Regions from separate parts of the Mus musculus genome. Here all the other regions are linked to region 1. Evidence: chromatin contacts called from public Hi-C, Micro-C and promoter capture Hi-C data. All regions are on one chromosome and are shown on one strand. Each heading gives the region's core, a stretch centred on a gene start, on an enhancer-like site or on the middle of the called end of the contact. The rest is flanking DNA. Distances are from core to core; before and after follow the strand shown.

Region 1 (4,818 bases), core at 1,140-3,639:
TTCACTTCGATTAAAAAAACAAAAATAAGCCGGCGGTGGTGGCACACGCCCTTAATCCCAGCATTTGGGAGACAGAGGCAGGTGGATTTCTGAGCTCGAGGCCAGCCTGGTCTACAGAGTGAGTTCCAGGTCAGCCAGAGCTACACAGAGAAACCCTGTCTCGAAAAACTCAAAACAAAACAAAACAAAAAAATAGCTGAGTAGTGGTACGCACACCTTTAATCCCAGCACTCTGGAGGCAGAGGCAAGCAAGTCTCTGTGAGTTGGAGGCCAGTCTGGTTCATAAAGTTGAGGCAGAACAGCCAGGGCTACACAGAGGGCATAGATCTTAAAAACAGGCACCAAGTTTGCCAGCTCCATACTACTCCCCTACTCTCTCCTCCAAGCTGTCTGTCTTAGTCAGGGTTTCTATTCCTGCACAAACATCATGACCAAGAAGCAAGTTGGGGAGGAAAGGGTTTATTCGGCTTACACTTCCATACTGCTGTTCATCACCAAGGAAGTCAGGACTGGAACTCAAGCAGGTCAGAAAGCAGGAGCTGATACAGAGGCCATGAAGGGATGTTACTTACTGGCTGGCTTCCCCTGGCTTGCTCAGCCTGCTTTCTTATAGAACCCAAGACTGCCAGCCCAGAGCTGGCACCACCCACAAGGGGCCTTTTCCCCTTGATCACTAATTGAGAAAATGCCTTACAGTTGGATCTCATGGAGGCATTTCCTCAATTGAAGCTCCTTTCTCTGTGATAACTCCAGCTGTGTCAAGTTGATACACAAAACCAGCCAGTACACTGTCATCAAGACTTGCTCAGACCACTACAGTAGGCTTCCGCTTGGCCTCCTGGCCTTCCCTCTTGTCCTACAGCCCTCTAGAGATCGCATCTCTCCTCAAAACCCTCCACAGGCAAGGCATCATAGTGCGGGAAATAAATCCCCCAAATTGGGAGGCAGACAAGAGGCTCTCTGTGAGTTCAAGACCAACCTAGTGTACTAATTAATTTATCTAGTAAATTAATTAGTTTATCTAATAAATTAATGATTTATTTAATACTTATTAATTATAAGTAATAAATATTTTATTATATTGAGGCACAATCTTGCTATATAGCTATATATGTATATAATATATAATATAAAATATTGCGTGTATATGTATATATGTGTATATATATATATATATATATATATATATAGCTTTCCAGATGTCCTCTTACCACTCCCTACCAAGGCCTGAAATTACACGTGCTCCCAAGCACACCTGAAAACAAAGATTTCCCAAAGTTCACAGGGTCCTATGCAATAAGGCTTCCTAAAAGCCTTCCAACACGTAACTTCTTCCTCCACTTGCTCTCTGCGCTTCTCTGTGCCTTTGGACTTGCGGTTTCCTCCATCCGGGACACCCTTCCTGCAGGTCTCCAGTGGGCTAGGTCGCTGCCCCTCAGTGGCCATTCCTGAGCGTTGGTTTGTCTCAGCCCCGCACTCCCGGCGGCTGTCGCCTATTCTCTGCCTCTCACCAAGCCCTGTTAGAACTGTTTTTTGATTGACTCCGAGCTGTTTCTCTCTGGATCAGTCTGCACCACTGTAGGCGCTAGTGAGACTCGGTGGAATGAAGCCTGGGATCCTGGTCTGTCCTGTTTCGCTCTTGTCCTCCGGCTAGGAGGACCCCGGACAGGAAAGTAGAAGGAAGTGAGGAGGAGGCAGGAAGAAAAGGAAGTGAAGGATTCTGGGAGGTGGGTCTGTGTGATTTTTGGGGAGAGGGGAAACCCCGGCCATTCCTACTTACTGGGAGCGCCTGTAGTTGAGCCACACCCTGTAAACACCACGCTTGTCTTTATATTTTGCATAGAATCCCAGCGACTCCTGGGAGGTCACGCAGGGGTGCAGTGGGTCGGTGGGCCTCTACCTCTGCTCACTTCTAGAACTCTCTCTTAATTTAGGCAAGTGTTTGGATGGCTCGGTATCCTCTGCGTTTTAAAACAGACTTGTGTTGATTTTCTCTGGAAACGCTGTGGGTTGAACGTTTTCTTTTTTCTTTTCTTTCTTTCTTTCTTTCTTTCTTTATTTATTTATTTATTTTTTGTTTTCGAGGCCAGGATGGTCTCGGACTCACTAGATATCCTGTGTGTACCTTGAGCAACTGGTGGGAGGCGGTTCCCTGGCATCTTTCACGTTATATTTCCCCAGGCTTGGCGACAAGCGCCGTTGAGCCGTCTCGCCAGGTTGCTCCGGGACCGAATTCTGGGAACTCCCGACCCTGGCACGGTCCCTTTAAGAGGGATTTTTCAGGCGCGCGTGTGGGGGCGTGGTAAATTCGGGGGCGGGACCTTGCAGGGCTGACCAATGGGCAGGCGCGTGTGGCTCGGAGGCGTTCCCCCTCCTGGGCGGGCCGCTCAGGGTTAAAGGGGCGCCCGCGGGTCGCCGCCACTCGGCCTCCGGGAGACAAAGGGCCCTGTCGTCGCCGGCCCCCGAGCTGTTCCGGGCCATGGGCAGGACAGACCGTCGCGCCGGTCCCAGAGCCAGGTAAAGCCGGGCGGGACGGGACCGCGACGGGGTCGGCAGCCGCGCGGCTGTCGCCCGGGACCCGCCCGCGGCCTCCATCGCGGCCCGGCCGGCGCACCACGGGGGCTTGAGGTTCCGCGGTGGTGATGCCCTGCCTCCGTTTCCCTCGAGTCCTAGCCGCGGGGCCAGCTGTGACCCCACGAATGGAGGACTCATCACTTGTCTTAATTTTTTATGTATTTACTTTTGTTTACGTGTGCGTGTGTGGAGGTCAGAAGACAACTTGGGGGGAGTCCGGGCTTTCCTTCTTCTACTTGGTTTCTGGGGATCAAACTCGGGTCAGAAAGCTTGACAGCCAGCGTCTTTATCCGCTAAACTGTTTTATTTTGTTTTGTTTTTGGTGGGGTTTGTTGTTGTTTTTTTGTTTTTTGTTTTGGTTTTTCGACACAGGGTTTCTCTGTGTAGCCCTGACTCACTTTGTAGACCAGGCTGGCCTCGGACTCAGAAATCCGCCTGCCTCTGCCTCCCCAGTGCTGGGATTAAAGGCGTGCGCCACCGCGCCCGGCCGGTTTTGTTGTTAAATGAGACAGAAGCTTAATGTGTACCCTTGGCTGGCCTGGAACTCAATAATGCAGAACAGGCTAGCCTCACAGATAGATCCACCTATCTTTGCATCGCGAGGGCTGGGATCAAAGGTGTGCACCACTATACCTGGCATGTGTGGCGTTTTTTGTCTGCCTTCCAAGTGCTGGAATGACAGGTGTGAGCGCCACATTGGGTGCCTTCGCCTGCTTTAGAATACTTTCCCCCTATAGTTTGTCACAGGCTGTCCTTAGTTTAGCTCATCGGTGCCTCCATGAAGCCCATTGAGGCAAACTGAGGTCTGGGAAGTGTTGGTAACTGGGCTTCCGGCCTGGGCCAGCCCAGACAAGAATTTGGTCCCTAAAGCATCGTGCTTAGACCCTGTTGCTTGTAGCTCGGAGCCCTCAGCAGACTTTGAACCTGAACAGAGCAGAGACGGTTGAATAGCAGGGAGCACTCCCTCCCTCCAAGGGGAAGCTAGAGCCTGCTTGTTTGCCGAGCCAGAGCAGGCAAGGGCTAGGGACCTGGCTGGGCCTTCTGTCTGCTGGTGACCTTGGCCAGGGTGCCCCCATCTGGGCAGTTGGGGGAGGATGGCTGATGGGCACCAGGTAATATTGTCAGTCTTGGTGGGGAAGAAGGACCCCAAGGTTTCTGCCCCATGGGGCTGTTTGTGTGGAGCTCTGTTCTTTGGCCAGGTCATTTTTTCCCACATCTATAAGTGTGCGATTAGGCATGACCCCTTGTCACAGTCCTCACGTTGACAAAGGTTTGCTTTGCCGTGTAGGCTCCCCAGCACAGGCTACACACTGGACACTCAAAGCCAGACAGAAGCCCCCACACCCCCTCTCTGGACTGACGCAGGTAATCCCCAGCTGGTGGTCTGTTTCGGTCAGAGGATGCTTCCTCCTAGGCAACGGCAAAGCCCGCCTTGTGGTAGGGAAAGGCACCTCAGGGAAGAAAATGTTTGTTGCCTTTGAGCAAGGTAGCCAGGTGGCTGAGGCCCGCTGACAAAGGCTGACAAAGGCTGACAAAGGCGGGCAGAGGTTGGGGAAGGAGCTGAGATTGGGGGTTTGGGCTGGGCTAAGCATCAGGTACAAGTCACAGGAGGGAAGAGTCCCGCTGTGGTCCCAGGGGAGGGCCCTAGGGAGGTGATCTTACCTTGAGGCGGCCAGATAGGAAGGGGCAAAGGTGGAGGCAGCTGGGGAGGGTGCCTGCGGTGCCTCCAGCAAACTTAGGTGGGGATCTTGAAATGGGAGCTAAACAAGCTATGTGTTAGAAGACAGCCAGGGGTGGGAGGATCACCTGGCCTCAGTGATTAGATGTGGGGGTGAGAGAGACAGCAGGGGCCACTTGCTGAAGCAGGATGGACTAGAAGGAAGCCGAGTACACCGTCACCTGCTGCCATGGCCAGAGGCCCTGGTTCCCTGTGTTCTGTCTCATTGTCATAACCTTGACGTGGATAATTTTGCTCTTACATTATAGATGAAGAGCTAGAGGTCCAGAGAGACTGACTGTGTGCCCCTGAAGTGACCCAGCCTGGAGACTGTGAGCTGACCTTCAAAGTGATTGAGCAGAACTGGGTGGGCAGCCTGTGGTAGGTTCTGGGAGAAGTAGGCCTGTCAGTCTCGTGCAATTGATTTGGGAGGGGTGTGTGAGTCCCTTGTGCAGAGAAAAACAGAGGCACAGAGAGGTGCAGCTGGCATAAAAAGCTACACAGCAGCCAGAGGCAAAGCAGGGATT
Region 2 (4,818 bases), core at 1,648-4,147, 930 kb after region 1:
GCACAAAAGACCACCTATTATATAAGATGCAACTCACAGGAAACATCCACAGTGCACAAATCCCAGAGAAAGCTGATGTGTGGGTGCCTGCCAAAGGGTGGAGGGAGGGATGCTGGGAACAAGGAGTGATAGTTTATTAGGTAAAGAATTTCCTTCTAATAGGAATGCTCTGAAACCAGACAGCTGGAACAGACATATGACACTGAGTGTCCTAAATGCCACCTGGGGAGGGACTTCACCTTGATTTTGTTTTGTTTTGTTTTTAAAAAGAACCAGAGAATGGAGTTTGGTGGCAGAGGGCTTGCTAGCAAAGTGCACCAGGCAAGCGCTCTATCAACTGAGCCACATCTCCAGTCTGAGACATCTTGGAGAATCAGAGAAAGAGAAACCTCTAACTCCCTCAGCTTCTGAGGAACAAGGTTAGATGTGCTCAGATCAGAGAGAGCAAGCACTGCAGCCTGAGAGCCACCTTGGGACTCTCTTGCCCACGAGTCCAAGGACTCAAACTCAGAGGAGCAACTTGACACAGCGCATGTACAGATTCCCAGGATAGCGGAAAGAAAGCAGCCCTAGCCACTGTCCACAGCCAATCACAAAGTCCCTCTACCCAGTCCCTCAACTTTTCAGCCCATCTCAGAAGCCTTGGCATAACTGACACCTCCTCCAGGGAGCCGCTGGGATTTACTCCCATCAGAACAGATTTCTCCAGAAATAGCACCCCATGGCGTGCTCTCTCTCTCTCTCTCTCTCTCTCTCTCTCTCTCTCTCTCTCTCCCTCTCTCCCTCTCTCCCTCTCTCCCTCTCTCCCAGCACTTGAGGCTCACAGCATTTCTCAGCATCTCCCTCCTGGCATTTGAGGTAGGGACATTCTTATAGGACATTTGGCATTCCCTAGCTCCTGCCCACTAAACACCAAGAGTGCTTAGTCTCATTTTGACAAGCCAAAAGTCACCTCCCACGTGTTTCCAAATGCTCACCAGGAGGGGTGGGACCGTCCTCTAAGAAATACTGCATAGTTATTAGCCCACCAGCAACTGCAGGGAAAGCCAAGCCTGAGTCCTGCTGGGACAGCAGCACCTCTGTCTGTGTCCTCCTACACAGCCTAGCAAACAGGCCTGGGCTACCTACCCCCAGAAAGGCAAGGGAAGCCTGGCAATGTCTGTGTGATCCTGGCTAAGTTAACTAACCTCTCTGAGCCATTCAATACTAGGCACTTTAATCTCCTATTCTCAACTACGGTGACCAAAAACTCCCCACCACAAAGGATTTGGGTTAGCATCAAATGAGATGACCCAGGCAAGATAAAGTTATTTGCCACACATCAAGAACTCAATGAATGTTAATGAGGGGGTGGGAGTGTAAGCTCACTAGTTAAAGGTGGGCTTAGCCTGCTGCTGGCACTGGGTTCTATTCCTGGCATAAATGAAAAATGTAATTACGGTTATCCAAGGTAGGGGCTCATCATATGACGGGGTTTTCTTTTGTTTTTGTGTTTTGTTTTGTTTTGTGGTTTTTCGAGACAGGCTTTCTCTGTGTAGCCCTGGCTGTCCTGGAACTCACTTTGTAGACCAGGGTGGCCTCGAACTCAGAAATGCACCTGCCTCTGCCTCCCGAGTGCTGGGATTAAAAGTGTATGCCACCATGGCCCGGCATATGACATTTTTGATGAAGTGTACAGCAGTAGAGTGTACAAGGAGGGGGATCGGGCAAACTGAAGCTGCTTCTGTACACTGATAGCACGATCTATTCTGAAACCGCAGTTTCTGTGGGTTTGGGAACAGCGGCAGCCCCTGCCACTTCCAAAGAACAAAGGAGCTGTGGGGAGGCAGAGCAATCCTCCTCTAGGTCCTGTGGGGGCAGAGTCAGGAGGAGGAGTAAAAGACATCATTAATGCCCCAGGGCACCTGAAGTTTCTACTCCAGGACTGGGGGAACATCACAGAGGAGGTTGAGGAAGGTAAAAGTTGCATCTAGGGTAATGAATGCGGAGCATGACCCACCCACCCCCAGATCAGGAGGCTGTTTGCCCATGGCACCTGAGATGTCCTCCACCCCCTGCTCCATCCCCCTGCAAAGTGCCACCTCTTCATCTCCAAGTGAGAGCAGCCGGGGAGGAGGCTGACAGAGCTGTGAAAACACCCCGTTTCCCAAACTGGGCATTCAGGGGGTGGGGAGAACCCTGGCATAGCCCCGGTGATAGCGGGGCACCACCACCCCAGGGCTGTGCCAGAGGGAGCCGGCAGGCACTCTTTATGCATCGCGCGCTGCAGCCCAGAGGTAAATTTAGGTCAAAAGGATCAAGTCGGCCTGTGAGGTCGGGGTGATCAGAGGGCAGACTCGGGTCCAAGCCCCTAGGACCAGGGTCCTCCCCGTGCCTGGCAGCCTGCGGAGGTGGGACGCTCCCGCGCGCTCAGGTTCCGCACCTGTCAAGCGCCAGGGGTGGCCTAGGCCATCGCTGGGATCCGGGACCGCCCTGGCCGGCGGACCTTGGTGCGGAACTCCTGGCCGGCTCCTGCCGCCGGACCCCAAGCGCCGCCCGGCTCCGGAGGCCAGGGGGAAAGGGGGCGCAGCCCTCCACGTGGCGGGGCGCGGGGCGGCGCACGTGGGGTCCCCTCGGGGCCCGCCTCTGGGCTGTGTCTGCCGGCTCCCGCGCGCGTCCGGGACCCAAAGACCCACGGGGAGGTTGCGTCCCTCCCCCACCCACCCCCGACTCAGCCCGGCCCGCCTCGGGCCAGCTCACCTGGGCTCCGCGCCGCCGCCTCCCGCGCTCTGCGCCCCCGGCTCGGCTTGGCTCGGCTTGGCTCGGCTCGGCTCGGTCCGGTTCGGCTCTCCACGGGAGGAGCCGCCCGGGCTTCGGCTCGCGCGCGGCGCGGCGGCGCCTCGGGCTCCTTGCTGATTGGCCAAGGACCCGGCGTGGAGCGCGCGTGCCCGCCGCAGCCTCGGCCGCGCGCGCCGGGTCCCGCGGAGACTTAAGTAGCGGCGGGGCGGAGGTGGAGGCGGGAGGGGGGGTGGGGGGAAGGAGGCGACAGGAAGCGAGGCCCGACTCGCGCAGGGGCGAACAGGCCGCAAGTTTGGGAGTGGGTCTCGGTTCCTGCGAGATGCTCCACGCCGCTTTGTCCCTGAGCGTGGAGAAGTTCCCCCAAAGGCGACGGGGGAAAACCCAGGAGCCGTCTGGCGGTTCCCTCCCTGGATTTCGGGGCAACGCCCATTATGGGGAAACCCTTCCGCAGCCACCACCCCTCTGACCACTGCTGCAGGCTCGCCCTAAAATGCATCACTCACTCTGAACAGCCCAGCGAAGTTCTAGGTCTCTCCACAAGACTGACCAAACATTCTTCCCCTTTTTGACGGTTTACTTTGCTGGAGCCTTAAAATATTTAGTCTCCCAGTTGGGTAACAACGGAGAAAAAAAAGGGTATTTCAAGGGCTCGCTCACCCGGTGGCCTTGGATGTGGGGGGCCGGTGAACTCAGACTCGGATGTTCACCAGTGGCTGTCTGCATGCATGTTTCTGCCGGCAGCCAAAGGGTTGAGATGTCAAATTCACTAAGAATTCAAAGCTCTTTGTCAACTGGGTCGATTTTCAGCCCTCAATAAATTATTGCCATATTTCTAGGCTGGGCACTCACAAACAGTCCCCAGGACCGGACAAATAAACTCAATGAGCGTTCTAATGAGATGACCACCTCTGATACTGCTAAGCGCTCTTCCATTTATTTGTTAGTAGTAGCAACTGGAGCGAGACGAAGTGGAATAGTACACAATAGTTAAAAGGACTGTTAGATCTATTTGTACCCCCACAGGAAAAGGAAAACAAAAACATGTAGCGTAAGACAGCAAGCTGCAGGAGACAGTATCATGCACAGTTTGCGTGTCTTTTTAAGCCCCACTCTTGACTGACTTCCTGAGGAGACATGAACAAATGCCTATTCACCCAAAATAGGGCGCCGACAACAGATCAAAAACATCCAAGCCCAGCTTGGTGAACCAATGGGTTTATTGGGCTTACTCATCTCCAGCATGGACAGTGACCTGCCAGAAGGAGTGTCTCCTTCGTTTACCCACCCCTTTATATTCTCTAGCATCTCCCGGGGCCAGGTGCTGTTGGAGGTCTGCACAGGAGGAGAGGCGGGAGCAACTGTAATCTCAGGTGAGGGTCTAATGACTCTCCCCATTTCTTCCCTAGAGGGTGGATAATAGCCTCTCTCCAGTAAGGGACGGGTGCAGAGGCAAGCACAGATGCTCTGATTTCAAGAGGGACATGTTCTATGACCTCCACACGGTGTATGCTTATGGACACAAGCTTGTGCGAACGTCAAAGAGAATCGGTTCATGTTAGATGCATGATGGTCTGACATCAAGACGGAAGTAGGCAGCTAGAGGGGTAGCTCAGAGGTAGAGGACTTGCCTACCAGGTAGGAGGTAACGGTAAGGAAACCGGCTGGATAGCCTGGCGTGGTGGCGCACGCCTTTAATCCCAGCACTCGGGAGGCAGAGGCAGGCGGATTTCTGAGTTCGAGGCCAGCCTGGTCTAGAGTGAGTTCCAGGACAGCCAGGGCCATACAGAGAAACCCTGTCTTGAACCCCTCCCCCCCAAAAAAGGAAGCGGGCTGGAGAGATGGCTCCGTAGTTAAGAGCACCCACCAGCTGCTCTTGCAAAGGATCTAGGTTCGATTCCCAGTATCCACATGATGGGTCACAACCTCTGGAACCCCAGTTCCAGGGGATCTGACGCCCTCTTCTGGCCTTCTCAGGCAGAGCATGCATGTGGTTCGCAGACATGCATTGAGGAAAAACACCCATACACATGGAATAAAAAT
Region 3 (4,818 bases), core at 1,663-4,162, 860 kb after region 1:
ATTGTGTTGCCACCCTTACTGAAAAACTCTTACTAAAAATCCCCAAGTTGCTCAATACCAACCACACTCAGTCAAGCACATGACAGCAAAAGCAACTGAACCCGATTAAAATCTGAGATGTGGGGGCTGAAGAACTGGCTCAGTGGTTAAGATGACATGCTAGTCCTGCAGAGGACCAAAGTTCAGTCCAAGCACTCAGGTCAGGTGACCCACAACAACGCTCCAGCTCCAAGGGATCTGATGTCTTTTCTGGCCTCAGTATGAGCATGTACAACCCCCCCCCAATAAAAAGCCGGAGATGTGGTTTGGTAATAGCCTATCACTCTTCCAGAGAATCCAAGTTTTGGTTTCCAGCACCCACATCTGTAGGCATAATATTTTTTGTTTACTGTGTAAAGATTATTCTTGTAATATTCAAATGTCGATCTCTTTGCTCTTATATCTGTTACATGGCAAGCAGGGTACTGTAATGCTTATTCAAAGACATGCTGTCGCAAATTTGTGCAAACATTGCTCCCCATTTATTCTATTTGTCAATAAAAGCTCTATTAACCAATAACTGACTAGAGGAGAGAATAGGGCGGGACTTCTGCCAGTGGCGGTGGGGGCTGGGGGGTGAGGGGAGAAGGAAAGAAATATTCACCAAGTAGAGAGGGTCCAGGAGATACCATGAGAACAGACTGGAGCAGAGAGAGCCAGACTGATATTAAACTGCAAGTTTCTAGGCGGTTTTGGCTGGTTGACAGCCAGATTACCTTAGAGAATTAGAATAGATTAAGAGCTGCTTAGATCTTATACTGTAAAGCCTATTAAATAAATCTAATAGTTTCAGTCTCATTTATTTGAAAGCTAGCTGGGATAGAGAAAAAAAACTGTAAGACTTATAAAACTACTCATGACACACATCAAGTAGCTCACAACTGCCCACAACTCCAGTTCCACGAGATCCGGTGTCCTCTTGCACATATGCATGACACACGTCACATGCACACAAGTACCCATAATTAAAAATAAATCCTTTAAAGATGAATACATTTAAAAAAAATCAAGCCAGGCATGGTGGCGCACGCCTTTGATCCCAGCACTCTGGAGGCAGAGGCAGGCGGATTTCTGAGTTCGAGGCCAGCCTGGTCTACAGAGTGAGTTCCAGGACAGCCAGGGCTACACAGAGAAACCCTGTCTTGGGAAAAAAAAATCAAATAGGTATTACAAAATAAGAAGCAGTCAGGGCTGGAGATGTCACGCCAGAGCCTTTGTCCTGCGTGTGAGAAACTCAGGATGATGACCCAGTAAGACATAGAGAGTAGTGGTCAAGAAGAATTAAGGAAATATCACATGGCTTATATTTATTCTTTTGTCTCAGAATTTTCTCAAACAATGTACTAGGAGGGGGGCACGCACACGCTGGAGGACAATCGTGGGAGTTTGTTCTCTTTTTTTCCACCACTTATGTTCTAGGGATTAAACTCAGGTTGTCAAATTTGGCAGCATCTATCCTACTCACTGACTATAGACGGAAACAAGGTCTCACTCTATAGTTAGAACTAGGTATATAAACCAGGCTGGCTTTGAACTTGTGCCAATCCTCCCAGCTCTGCTTTCGGACTGCTGGGATAACAGGCATGTGCCACCACACCAGGCTGGCATGTTTTCCCACTAGGCCTTAGATTAAAACTCAAAATCATTCAAATCCCGTGATGAGTCGCTGGTAACAGGGCACTATGACTTGTGTATGAAGAGTTCTTCCCAAACCTTCATGTGTTGAAGGCTTCTTCCCTACGTGGGAGATAATGCTGAGAGGGGACTGGATGCTGAGAGACCTTAACATTGGGAGCTATGACATAACGGCAAATCTTATCTTAGCATTGGGAGGCGGTACAAAGGAGGTGAAGCCAGCTGGAATAACTAATTCCCTGGGACCTGGTGGTGGAAAGACACACCTTGTCCCCATGCCTTTCTGTAAGGTCCACCATGCTCTCTCAGATCCATGGAGCCAAGTGACCAGAAGCTGAAGCTAACTCAGATGAAATAAAAGATGCATGGAGCAGAAAATGAAAAGAACCGCGAGGAGTCTGATTAGAACCTCAAGCCTTGTGTATATTACCTGCTATATTTATACTGCACAGGGCTGAGATGCTCTCACTATGCTTGCTGGACAGTACCTGGTATAAGGGTACTTGGATGTATCTGTTACACTTAATATAAAACGCCTATTAAAAAAACTTCGGAAGGGAATGGATATATGTGACCTTAACAATGGTGTCTCCCCACGGGCTTGAATTTTTCCAATTCTCCCTAAGCTTGCGGTAAGCCATTCTCAATAGCAAGATGGCTACAGGGACCCCCCCCCACCCCCCAGGTGCTGGCTGTTGCCTCCTCTCAGGTGCAACTACGACAGTTATCTGACTAGGGGTAGGGACATGGATCGGCTTCAGGCCTAAGAGGGGTATATGGTGGCATTTGTGGCTGACTTCTGCAGACATCCTAGTACACCAGGTACTTATTCACCCACCCTATAGTTTCATAAAGCAGCACAGCGGGGCTCCCTCCACTACATCCAGATCAAGTTTGCCTCCTTCAGTCAGGGGACTGACTCTTCAGCACTCGGGTCCTCTAGGAATGTAACTCCTATCCAAGTTCCCCTGGCGCACGGCTCGTTATCCTATATCTGAACCGCAGAGCTGTCCTTTGCAACAGAACTCAACTGTCTGCCTTTCAATCCTAGGCCTGAGGGCGTCATTATCCTTGTCCCTCCGGGAGCTGACCTTGCTCCCTGCTCCAGAGGTAATTCGTCCCTTAGTGCTATACCACTCTTGCTTTTTAGATCGTCCCTTTGAGAGGGTCACGAGTTGGGGCGTCACCCTGGGGTGGCAGAGGGGGAGGAGACGCGCTCCTCAGGTCGCGCGCCGCCTATTTCCGGGCCGAGCTGCTGGGCGGGGCTGCTGCCCGGACCCGGTGGTGGTGGTGGCAGCGACAAGGCGACCCGCGGTGGCCACGACGCGGAGCAGCGGGCGGCGGAGCCATGGCAGGCTGCTGCTCCGTGCTCCGGGCTTTCCTGTTCGAGTACGACACGCCGCGCATCGTGCTCATCCGCAGCCGTAAAGTGGGGCTCATGAACCGCGTGGTGCAGCTGCTCATCCTGGCTTACGTCATTGGGTGAGCGGGCCTGGGGAGGGGCCGCGGCTGGGGGCAACCCAGACTGTCGGGACCTGGCAGCGCCCCCTTGCTCGCTCTCTGGGTCTGGGGCAATAGCTGAGCCGGCCAAGCCCCTCCTCCCCGAGTTCAAGGGGCGGCGACACGCCCTCGCCGGGCTCTAGCCAAGCCACCTGGAACCAGCTTGAACAGGACACTGGGGACTACTGGACGTCCTGGGAGCTAAGCCTCGTCTTAGCTAGACTGTCACCCCATCTTTCTCGCATCCTTCCCTCCCGACTTGCTTCATGCTGCGCCTTGGCTTGGTGGAGGGGCAGGGCAGGGAAGGCTTAACTCTGTGCGTCACGGACTTCTCTTCGGTTCCTTTTCAAACTCGGACAGAAACCAAGGCTTGTGGTTTTCATTCGGTACTTTCTGGGTCTGTGGTTTCTGTTACCTTAAGAAGCTTCTGATAACCCAGTACCCTTGAGATGTCACACTTCCCAAAAGTGTCCCAAGGTCACTTCCTTTGTTTTGTTGGATTGGTTGGGAATATGAGTACCCGCCTGATTTTGATTCTAAACTCTGCTCTTCATTACTGTTTATATATACCCTCCCATCACTAGGCGTTATGAAACGTTTAATTTTAATTGGATGCACCTGTAAGGCTGTAATACACCCCAGGAGAGATGGTGAACCTTACCTTGCCTCCTGGGCCCAATTTCAAGGTATTCGAGTGTCAACAGCTGCTAGCGTGACAGGTGGATCTGTTTTCTTACTAAAGGGCCTAAAGCACGGGTCCCCAAACAACACATTGGAGTCACTTAGGAATCCACAAAAAACACAGATAGATTGCCAATTCACAAACTGACTCAGAGCTGTAAGACCTCTGTGCCTGACCACACTCACCTGAGAAAGCTTTGTGTGGCCTTAGGTATATGAAATAGGTACACAGGTGGCTGGAGAGATGGCCCAGAGAGATGGTTAAGAATGCCTAAGATACAGCCTTTAATCCTAGCACTGGTGAGAGACAGGTAGGCAGATATCTATGAGTTCAAAGCCAGCCTGGTCTACATAGTTTCAGGACAACCAGAATTATTACAGTGTCCCAACTAAATAATAAATCAACAGGTCTCCTGCTTTGGTGTTAGGTCTGGAATCTGTTCAGACCGCCTAAGGGCATTCAAAAGAATGCAGAGGAGTTTCCGCTCACAAGGTTGTAGCTTCCACCATATGGAAGCGGTAGACACTAGATAAGACTCGCTGAAGCTGGAGGAGGCAGTAATCAGTATGTCTGCAATCCCAGTATTCATGGGGCTGAGGCAGAAGAATGCTCGCCTGAGCTATGTGAGCCCCTGTCTCCAAAAAACGTCCTCTTTAGCATGAGGCCTTGGAGTCATTCAGTCACCAGTACCTGAAAAACCCCTGGCCAGTATCTATTTTTTTTTTAAGATTTTTTTTTATTTTTATGTATATGAATACACTGTAGCTGTTCAGATGGTTGTGAGCCTTCATGTGGTTGTGGAGAATTGTATATAGGACCTCTGCTCGCTCCGGTCAACCCACTCCCTCAGTCTCTGACTGCTCCAGCCCAAAGATTTATTTATTATTTTTATTAAGTACCTGTAGCTGTCTTCAGACACACCAGAAGAGGGCGTCAGATCTCATTACAGGGGGTTGTGAGCC
Region 4 (4,818 bases), core at 1,133-3,632, 790 kb after region 1:
AGGCTCATCCACGCTATAGTAAGCACCTGCTCCTCACTCCTTTGCATGACTGAGTACTGCTGTTCTGTCATACGGATGTGCCACGGTTTTGTTGATGCGTTCTTTAGCGGATGGATATTTTTTGGACTTGTACGCCCATTCGTTGCTATATCCCCTAGCTCCTTAGACTCCTGGAGGGGGGGGTGGTGAAGAAATGAATGCAGGGAAGGAACTGAACCGTCAGAAGCCATGGAGTTGTTACAATATGAAGCCAGGTTTGGAAATCAGGCAGCTAGCCCTCTAGTTCTACCCACTAGACTTTACTGCTCTAATGGAAGCCCTTTGGCCTACTATTTGTTACATTCATCTTTGGTGTGTGTGTGTGTGTGTGTGTGTAGCTTGCGTGACCACCTGTGCATATTTGTGCACAGTTTTAATGGAGTCAGTTCTCTCCAAGTATTCGGGTCCTGGGGACCGAACTCAGGTCATCAGGCTTGATGGCACCTTCGTCATCTCACTGGTCCCATTTATTGAAGGTTACTGTACTCCTCCGAGTTTTGAAAGAGTAGCGACAAAGGTCAGGGCAGAGTTAAGAGAAAGCGGTAAGAGTGTGCTGGCTAGGGGCTGGCGAGATGGCTCAGTGGTTAAGAGCGCCGTCTGCTTTTCCAAAGGTCCCGAGTTCAAATCCGAGCAACCACATGGTGGCTCACAACTATCCGTAACGAGATCTGATGCCCTCTTCTGGAGTATCTGAGGACAGCTATAGTGTACTTACATATAATAAATAAATAAATGTTCAAAAAAAAAAAGTGTGCTGGCTAGAGAGGGCTACAGAGGGAAGCCCTTACCCCTCCGGGGCCTCCCGAGTAAACAGAGAGGGTTGGGAGACGCATCTAGCATCACTGCCTTCTAGTCCCTTGAACTGGAGCCAACAGGGGCAGGGGCCTTGATGTAGATCATAAGGAGGAGAAAGTACAAATTAAGTTAGGCTGGAAACATGTAAGTCTGCCTGGCCCATAATGCAGCAGGCAAGACAGCAGTAGGTTGGGATGCTTGCGGGGAGATGGTTCTTTCTCCCTAGGGAGGGATAACGCCTGAGTGACTGTTGCTTCCTTTCTCTAACGTCTAACATCCCACTTGTGCCTGGAAGATTCCAGGTCTCAGAGAAGCAGCAGCCATAGCCACGTTAGGACAGAGCCTCAGACACCAGGCTCTGCAGGTGCCTCATTTGAGGACGATCGGGTCTTTATCACCCAGGACCACCGATCCACTGTGTAAACCGTGTGGGAAAGGCCTGCTTTATACATCCTGCTTTCCTACAGCCTGTCGGAGCAGGGTTTCAGCCCTGGTGTGGTCCCTCGCAACTATAGTCCCAGAATTTGTGAGCTGGAGGTGTGGGAAAGATGAAGGCTTAAGGGTCAGTCTCAGCCTCACAGTAAGTTACAGAGAAGTCTGAGTTACACGAGACCCTGTCTCAAAACAAAACAAATAGAGAATAAAACAACAAAACCGCACAGCAAAAAAAAAAAAAAAAAAAAAAAAAAAAAATCAACCAAACAAGATTTCCTCTCAACTCCACCTTCCTCAGAATTCTACAATGAGGCTACCTCTTCTACTATTTGGAGATAGCATTGGTCCTCTCTCATGAGGTGTCTCCATGGTCAGGAGGGATACTGGATGCAGCTTTGTTCTTGGTGGTCTAGGACTGACTGGACCATGAGATGACCTCCCGGGTCCCGAGCAGGATGAAGTGTAGATGGAGGAGAGAGTGAGACAAGCGTGGATATAATCTTCCCATCCCACAATGAATCTGATCTGGCAGCCATCTTTGGCAGACCAGAGTATCCCGTGGAGCAGCGGAGGACAAAGATGCCATTCAGTCATCGGGTGCACCTGTACATGTGGACTGAACAAAGGGTTGTCCGGAAAACAAAGGGATAATCTCTGTGGGGTGCGGTGGGGCTCACCTATAATCCCAGCACTCGGGAGGTGGAGGCAGGAGGATCAGAAGTTCATAGCTAGCCTTGAGTGAGTAACAAATCTAAGGTCAGCCTGGCTGCTTGAGAACAGGTCTCAAACAGGCAACAAAAGAAATGGATGGGTCTGAGTGGGGGTGGGGGGGCTTGAGGCAGTGGTCGCATCTAGGCCCTTGTCTGAGTCACACTGGGTCTTACAACATTTGAAGGACTGCCCTTTTCTCTCAAATGAAATGAGTTCCAAAAGAGCACAAGGAAAGGGGGTGGGGAGGGGGAATTTTAAAAATGCCCATCTTCTGAACACCATCTTTGTGCGGGCGTCTGGGGGAGGCTAGCGGGGCGGGGTCATCTGCCAGCCAGGCCTGTAGGACTTGGTTCTTGTTTATTCCACTCACATTCAGGGCAGTTGCCAGGACCCGCCCCCGCTGCAGTCACTGGAGGAACTGGAAGTTAACCGTTCCTGCTGAGAAATCGGTGTGTTTCCTTTGGCTGCTCCTAGGTGAGGGTTTGCTGTGGTCTAGCCTGGGAAGTAGGTCTAGCCCAAGTCCAGCCTGAACAGAGCGAGCCTGTCGCCATGCCGGCTTGCTGCAGCTGGAACGATGTCTTGCAGTATGAGACAAACAAAGTCACCCGGATCCAGAGCACGAATTATGGCACCGTCAAGTGGGTCTTGCACATGATCGTCTTTTCCTACATTAGGTAAGCGGGGCGTGGGATGGGCCGATCTCTGCAGCACTGTACAGCGTCGGCAGCCCCACGAGGCAGCTGCTGGTGCACTGGCTGGATTCTATGTGGGTCCTTAAATCTGAGACACACTCTCATAGCCCGCTGGGAGGAAACAGTAAGAGGAAGCTGTGCTTGGCTGTAGCTGGAGGAAGCCGCAGAGAGAGAGGGTGGCAGACTGTGTGCCTCCCTTTGGCCTTTTCAACTGCAGCCAAGGCCTGCCAAGATGAGCGAGCAGGGCAGGGCATGCCCGGGGAACCTGGGAGACACAGGCCAACACCCTGGGCTCCCACAGAGATAAGGGGATTTCCCTTGTGGGCTCTGAATTATCCTCCTGCTTAGGAGAGATAGAACCAGGTTTGCAAATGTCGTTTTTAGAGCATCTTGGAGGTCCTTTAAAAACCTCTTATGAAGGTACAAAATGTGTACCCCGGACTTTCACTGATTTACAGTGTTCATGTCCATGGCTTTCCATGTATTCGTCGAGCTGTGCAGCGGTCACCAAAATCAAGAACATTTTCAGCCCAGTGTGGTGGTGCATGCCTTTAGTCCCAGCACTGGGGAGGCAGAGTCCAGCCTGTCTGTCTACAAAGCAAGTTCGAGGACAGCCAGGACGACACAGAGAAACCCTTTTTTTGAAAAACAAAACCAACCAAACAAGAACATTGTTTATCAGCCTAAAAGGTTGTCCCTTAGATCAGGGACCCACCAATCCATTTTCTGTTCCTGTGGATTTACATATGTATGTATGTATGTATGTATGTATGTATGTGTGTATGTGTATGTGTATGTGTATGTGTATGTGTATGTGTATGTGTATATGTGTATGTATACACACACACATATATTTCATATAAATAGAATCACATGGCATGCGGTCCTTTGCGACTGACTCTTCCTCTTAGCATGTTTTCAGTGTTCAGGTATGTGTTAGAGCGAGTGTGTTGATGCTGTAGACTATTTATGACTGGATAACACTCCACTGTATGTAAGTACAATACTATATAAGTAGACAGCCCTCTAGAGACTTCTTACTCATTCACCAGATTTACTTGGGGTTGCTTCTCTCTTTGTTACCTGGACATATGTCCTAATCTCTCCTGGGTTTACCTGGGGCTGGGGTGGGAGAGGGGGACTTGTTAGGTCATGTGACAACTGCATGCACCCTGGTAGGCACTGCTAGACTGTCCTCTGTGGCAGCTTCACCTTTTCACCTTAGAGCATCCGTCTCCACTCTGTCCACATCCTCACCAACGGGCGATGCTGTGGCTTTCAGACTGGAACTAACCTAGTGGGTGTGAAGTGCTCTCTCATTGTGGCTTTGGCTCCCGTTTCCCTGATGATGATAAGGATGGTGCTTTTGACGACGTGTGTGGTGTTGCTGTAGTTTACAGAGAGTGAGAGTGGCCTCTGAGTGTGTGCCTGTTGGTGTGTAAGGGGGTCTGTGTGCATGTGGAGGCTAGGGGTGAGCTACCTGAAGCTTACAGCTGGACTGGCTTGGCCATCAAGCACCCAGAATCCTACAGTTTCTGCCTCCCCAGTGTTGGGCTTACAGGCACCTGCTGCTATGCTCAGTTTTTTTACGTGGGTGCTGTGGGTCGAAGTTGTATCTTTCTGCCTTCACGACAAACACTTAGCCCACGGAGCCATTTACCAAGCTCGGAGGTGGCCTATTCTATAATCCTGGATACATCTTCCTGGCCAAGTCACTTAACCTGCCCGAGCCTCAGTTTCTCTGTCTGTTCATACACTCATTGGACAGCAATGGGAGAAAAGGTACCTGCCTTATCACCGATGCTACTGGGAAGAGGTTTTCCTCTTCCTGAGAGACCGAGCTCAGAAATATTTCAGTGGCCAAAGAAGATCGGAGAGGGCTGATCTTCTTTACATCAGCTTCCCCGGGCCCAGCCGACCTCCACCAACCGCAGGCACGGTGCTGCCCTTTGAAAGCCCCAGGCTGTCTTTTGCTGGGGAGAGGGCGTTGCTTGTGCTTATTTGTGGGTTTCAAAATGTACTCCCAGATTGGCTGGCTGTTCCCCAAAGGGTGGCCTCCTACCTGTAAGGCCGGGCCTCTTCTGTGAAGCCAAGACGTAGGTGGAGGAGATACCAGACACCAAACCAACCCTGGCACAGTCTCTAT
Region 5 (4,818 bases), core at 1,354-3,853, 520 kb after region 1:
CATGTCTGGCAATCTGACCTCAGTCCCTGGACTGTCAAACGGAATGAGAGAAGTGACCCACAGAATTGTCCTCTGGCATCCCCTGCACAAACACCCATGTCACCAAGGCCAGCACACCCGACCTCCCCTTAACCCTTAGCCTGCAAAGTTACTAAGAGGCCCTTAGAGGCTTTCTTTTCCTCTCTCTCTTAACTTGATCAGCAAAGTGGTATTTTGAAAGTGCTTCCTGTGAAATAGCTTATGGTTTCCGAAGCTGTTCATGCAGGATTCTCCCCAATAGTGCATGTGTAAACAACAGGTGTAAAGCCCTGCACTTTCCAACCGTTGCTAATTCTAAACATATTTCTTTTACAATTCACTGGTACTTTAAAAAAAATCATTATATATTAACAAAAGGTAAAGAGCTCATCTTTGAAACTCTTAAAAGAGTACAACTCAAAAGGAGAGTCCTCGCCTACCCGGTGGGTTCTGGGGGAACTGAACTCAGGTCGTCCAGCTTGACCACAAGTGTCCTTAGCTGCTGTGCCATTTTGCCGATTGGTAACACTGCACTGTGTACTTAGTTACAGGGAACCTGGGTTCTCTCAAATCTGTAATCCACATGCATTACCTGCTTTATGCTGCTCGCCAGTGCCCTTGGAATTCTGGGGATAAGAATGTCCAGCTGATCTGTTAGCAAAGAACACGCATAATGTAATCTGGCAGCCTCATAGCCACTGAGGACTGAATGTTTTGGGTTTTTTTTTTTCAAGACAGGGTTTCCCTGTGTAGCCCTGGCTGTCCTGGAACTCACTCTGTAGACCAGGCTGGCCTCGAACTCAGAAATACGCCTGCCTCTGCCTCCAGAGTGCTGGGATTAAAGACGTGCGGCACCACTCCCAGCTGGACTGGATGTCTGAAAACAGAGACAGCTGCACACGCTCTTGACTTTTTCCTGTTTCCATCAATGTCTTACCAAGTTTCTCCTCTAGATTGGCTACAAAAAAGAATACAGCTTTTTCTAAGTGAGTGGTCAGATTTTTAGCATACTAGGATGAACGTGTGAGTGTGTGTATGTTACTGGGAGATAGAACTCAGGGCTAACCAACACTATACAAGTGCTCTACTACCACCAAGCTGGATCCCTAGTCTAATATTTACTTTACCAGAAAGGACTTAGGTAAATCTGGTCTCATAGCGTCCTAGTCTAATTCTACAGTGAGATCAAGCCTGTAGTTTGCTTGGTTCCTGTACTTAGCCACATGATATCTTTCTTGTTCTTTAATAGAAGTAATTTCTGTCCTGGAAAGAACAATTACGTTGTGCTGGAACTAGTACGCTGGTTTGTTAATTGTTTCCAATCATGGATCTGGTCTTTTTACTTTTTTCAAAAAATGAAATTGATTCCTGTAGCCGGGTAGTGGTGGCACACGCCTTTAATCCCAGCACTCGGGAGGCAGAGGCAGGTGGATTTCTGAGTTCAGGCCAGCCTGGTCTACAGTGAGTTCCAGGACAGCCAGGGCTACACAGAGAAACCCTGTCTCGGGGAAAAAAAAAAAAAAGTCTTAGCACCAAATATATATTTACAATAAAATGTACATTTAATAATAATGTACTTAATAAACATAAATATATTTTTATTTCATGGCCACGGATTCAGATTCTACAAGAGCCATGATTGTGGGCCTAGTTGGATCCCAGTCATCCCGCCTCTTGATTTTTTTAAGGAAGGAGGCCAGGAGGGGGACAGGGAAGCATGGCATCCAGCTGTGATATCAGAAGTCAACTGTCCTCAGCCATCTAGGGGACAGTTAAAACCTTCCCAGGCCCGAGGCGGCTGGACCCTCGGCTCCCCGCCAGGTTAGGAGCCCGAAAGCTCAGTCTCTGTCCTGCTCCGAGGCCGCCTCGGCAGCCGAGCCCCGCTAGAGCCCGCTCCCCCCCCCCCCCCCCCCCCCCCCGTCTCGCGCCTCCTCGGCAGGGGTTCCCAAGGCCGCCTCACCCTTCACCGCCTTCCGTCCGGGCCAAGGCGGGCGGCCCCGCGACCCCGGGCCAACGGCTCGGCATCCCGTCCACACGCGTGCACCACACCGGCTCTGAGTCGGCGGCCTCCGGCTCTCCCCACTCCGACCCTGCTCAAGTGGCCGCCGGATGGTGCGGAGGAAGACCCGAGTTCCTGGAGCTGTAGACCCGAGGGCGGAGGAACCTCAGGTAACCAGGCTCCTGCGCCTGGGCATCTCTCGCTGACAAGGACGCGTCAGGGCAAATCCATCCACACGCACCCTAAAGCAAGTATTCCTTATCCACCTCAGTATTCTAGACCCTCAGAGGACCTGCAGACCTTCGGTTGTCACCCTATGTGTCAAACCCAAGCACCGGTGCTGCGGCCCGGGGGCGCGGAGCGTAATTCGCGATCCGCTATCACCTAGGCAACCGCCTTCGCCGGAGGCCCAACCGATAACGGCTCTCGGCTCTTTCTCTTTCTCTCTCTGCGCACGCGTGAACGAACTCGTGTCCCCGCCTCCTCTCTGAGCACGGCACGCGTTTCGGAAGGCATTTTGGCCCTGGGGACGCTCCGTAGTCTATGGTGTAGTAAATACCCGTGCTGAACGAGCGATCTGTGGTTGCGATTGGCTCCTACGCACATTCCCCGGAACGCCGTGGCTGTCGCGCGAAGGCTGAAGGGAGTGTGGCCGTCGGCTGTGTGTGAAACCCCCGGAGAGGCGGCATGCCTCGATATGCGCAGCTCGTCATGGGCCCCGCGGGCAGCGGGAAGGTGAGCCTGGAGGAGCTGCGGTGCGTGGGTGGCTGGGCTCCGGGGAAACCCTGGGTATACGGCTTCCTGCTCTCTGCTTGTACCTTGCTTTTTTTTTTTTTTTTGTTTGTCTGGGAGTGATAGCAGCTTTAATAGCTCTTGAGCGGCTTGAGAGAGGGCTGAGCGCTCAAGAGCTTGTTCTGTCCTCCCAAAAGACTTCAGTTCTGTCCAGCACCCAGACAGAGCTGCAGGACACCTTTGCTCCAGGAACTGCCCTGGTCGTTCCAGGTGTCTTCATATCCATTCTGTGTGCTTGATCCTATACCCATTCTACAGATTACAAACACAGAAAGGTTTATTTTGTTCAAAATCATACGCTTACTTAGGTCCGCCCCGGAATCTGAGTCTGGGTTGTTGGTCTTTTTGTTTTTTTGGTTTTTTTTCCCCTGTCTAATTCCAGACAAGGCCCCCTGCCACGCACCCAGTATGGGGTCTTTTCTTCCCTTTTTCTCAGAAGTTTGGAGTATGGGTTTCAGATAAGTTTGTAGATATGCACTGTTTGTGGGCATTTTTTTCTTTTTCCTTTGAGACAGGGTTTTTCTGTGTAGCCCTGGCTGTCCTGGAACTCACTCTGTAGACCAGGCTGGCCTTGAACTCAGAAATCCGCCTGCCTCAGCCTCCCACGTGCTGGGATTAAAGGCGTCTGCCACCACTGCCTGGCTCTAGTTTTTATATTTATTTTTTTTGTGTGATACAGTGTTTCTTTGTGTACATATTAAGAGAATGATGCTAAGGACACTTAAGCACAGTAGAAACGGCAATGGTGACATTTGAGGGATGCCTAGAGTCTATAGAGGTGTTTGTATCATTTTAATATTTAATAAATACAATATTCAGAGTACTAGAGATGGCTGTGTGACTCCACAGGGCCTGTCATCTGATCTGGAAGGTACACAGCTCACCTGTCAGTTACAGTGCATCTGTATGGTGGGGCTGTCCTAGGTAGAGAGAACAGGCTGTCAAAAGGAAGCGTGGAGCGTGGAGGAGGTCATTTCTGTAACCTACGTTAATTTGTAGACTGTGTTAAAGAAACATCCTGAGCCCACGCCCTGCATCTAGATCTGCAGCTCTGGTCTCATCGCCTTCCCAGGGTTTCCCTGGAGGTGCAGTTTGGCTTGGGTGGACACTGGCTCAGAGAGGGGAGAATTGTCTGGGCATGTGGAGGGCGGTACGCTACTGCCTTGGGTGCTAACCCCCCACCTTGTCACGTTACAGAGCACCTACTGTTCCACCATGGTTCAGCACTGTGAAGCCCTCAACCGATCTGTCCAGGTGGTCAACCTGGACCCGGCGGCAGAACACTTCAACTACCCTGTCATGGCCGGTAAGTCCCGGCAGGGCCACCTTCTTCAGGCACCGTAAAGCTCAGAAGGCACTGGAAGCCGGCTGCTCAGTTATTCACGTGCTCAGCCCCGGGGTGAGGAGGAGCAAGATGAGGCCACGGGCCATTTCATGGTGGTGTTTGTGGGTGTGGATGCCATGGCCTCCTTTTCTGGTCTTTGCTGGGAGACTCTAAGGTGAGCGGGCTCCTGCCTCCCTGCCTTTCCCTCTGGTCCCCTTGTTGCTTACTCTGGTGAGTTGGGGGTAAGATGGTTTGTCCACAGTAAATAGCACCTGTGCTGGCTTAAAAAAGGTGAGGCTCAGCCGGGCATGGTGGCACACGCCTTTAATCCCAGCACTTGGGAGGCAGAGGCAGGTGGATTTCTGAGTTCAAGGCCAGCCTGGTCTACAAAGTGAGTTCCAGGAAAGCCAGAGCTACACAGAGAAACCCTGTCTCGAAAAACCAGAAAATAAAAAAAATTTAAAAAGGTGAGGCTCAGGGCTGGGCTGGGGCTTGGTGGTGGAGTGCTTGCCTAGGGTATGTGAAGCCCTGGGTTTTACCCTCAGCACCACATAAAACCAAGTGAGGTAGTACACATTTGTCACCTCTGCTCAGTGAAACAAAACAAAGCTTTTTTTGTTTTTTAATTAAAAATAGTAATCCTCAAACAGAAGCTGCTCACTGAGATGACGGTGCAAATGTTTGA

Evidence for each region. Promoter capture Hi-C pulls out the DNA fragments that hold promoters and counts their contacts. A called contact is a pair of places that touch in the nucleus more often than the background predicts.
Region 2: a Micro-C map of embryonic stem cells shows a contact between it and region 1, with 2.9 times the contacts expected there. The contact joins the promoter of Camkk2 here to the promoter of Pheta1 in region 1. A contact is called at or near these places in 1 of 39 promoter capture datasets (hippocampal neurons), 2 of 484 Hi-C or Micro-C datasets (both in embryonic stem cells) and 3 of 115 datasets of contacts at active chromatin or transcription factors (bone marrow-derived macrophages, embryonic forebrain and pancreatic cancer cells).
Region 3: a promoter capture Hi-C map of pre-B cells shows a contact between it and region 1, with 4 times the contacts expected there. The contact joins the promoter of P2rx4 here to the promoter of Pheta1 in region 1. A contact is called at or near these places in 2 of 39 promoter capture datasets (hippocampal neurons and pre-B cells), 1 of 484 Hi-C or Micro-C datasets (pre-B cells) and 2 of 115 datasets of contacts at active chromatin or transcription factors (bone marrow-derived dendritic cells and pancreatic cancer cells).
Region 4: a promoter capture Hi-C map of hippocampal neurons shows a contact between it and region 1, with 5 times the contacts expected there. The contact joins the promoter of P2rx7 here to the promoter of Pheta1 in region 1. A contact is called at or near these places in 1 of 39 promoter capture datasets (hippocampal neurons) and 2 of 115 datasets of contacts at active chromatin or transcription factors (bone marrow-derived macrophages and pancreatic cancer cells).
Region 5: a Hi-C map of embryonic fibroblasts shows a contact between it and region 1, with 7 times the contacts expected there. The contact joins the promoter of Gpn3 here to the promoter of Pheta1 in region 1. A contact is called at or near these places in 6 of 39 promoter capture datasets (the 3T3-L1 cell line, erythroid cells, hippocampal neurons and 3 more), 3 of 484 Hi-C or Micro-C datasets (cortical neurons, embryonic fibroblasts and embryonic stem cells), 6 of 115 datasets of contacts at active chromatin or transcription factors (astrocytes, bone marrow-derived dendritic cells, embryonic stem cells and 3 more) and 1 of 9 other capture datasets (liver).

What each region holds. Positions count from the first base shown.
Region 1 is chr5:121,846,608-121,851,425 of GRCm38.p6, forward strand. It overlaps Pheta1 (PH domain containing endocytic trafficking adaptor 1), which reads left to right and starts at 2,390. Exons shown (of 4, transcript NM_175474.4): 1 at 2,390-2,517; 2 at 3,863-3,939; 3 at 4,561-4,672.
Region 2 is chr5:122,776,513-122,781,330 of GRCm38.p6, forward strand. Camkk2 (calcium/calmodulin-dependent protein kinase kinase 2, beta) reads right to left here and starts at 2,898. Exons shown (of 17, transcript NM_001199676.1): 1 at 2,740-2,898.
Region 3 is chr5:122,704,632-122,709,449 of GRCm38.p6, forward strand. P2rx4 (purinergic receptor P2X, ligand-gated ion channel 4) reads left to right here and starts at 2,913. Exons shown (of 12, transcript NM_011026.3): 1 at 2,913-3,156. The coding sequence starts at 3,023.
Region 4 is chr5:122,641,545-122,646,362 of GRCm38.p6, forward strand. P2rx7 (purinergic receptor P2X, ligand-gated ion channel, 7) reads left to right here and starts at 2,383. Exons shown (of 13, transcript NM_011027.4): 1 at 2,383-2,654. The coding sequence starts at 2,530.
Region 5 is chr5:122,369,905-122,374,722 of GRCm38.p6, forward strand. It overlaps Gpn3 (GPN-loop GTPase 3), which reads left to right and starts at 2,604. Exons shown (of 8, transcript NM_024216.2): 1 at 2,604-2,752; 2 at 4,007-4,115. The coding sequence starts at 2,705. It overlaps Fam216a (family with sequence similarity 216, member A), which reads right to left and starts at 2,438. Exons shown (of 7, transcript NM_026883.4): 1 at 1,979-2,438; 2 at 611-669. The coding sequence starts at 2,043.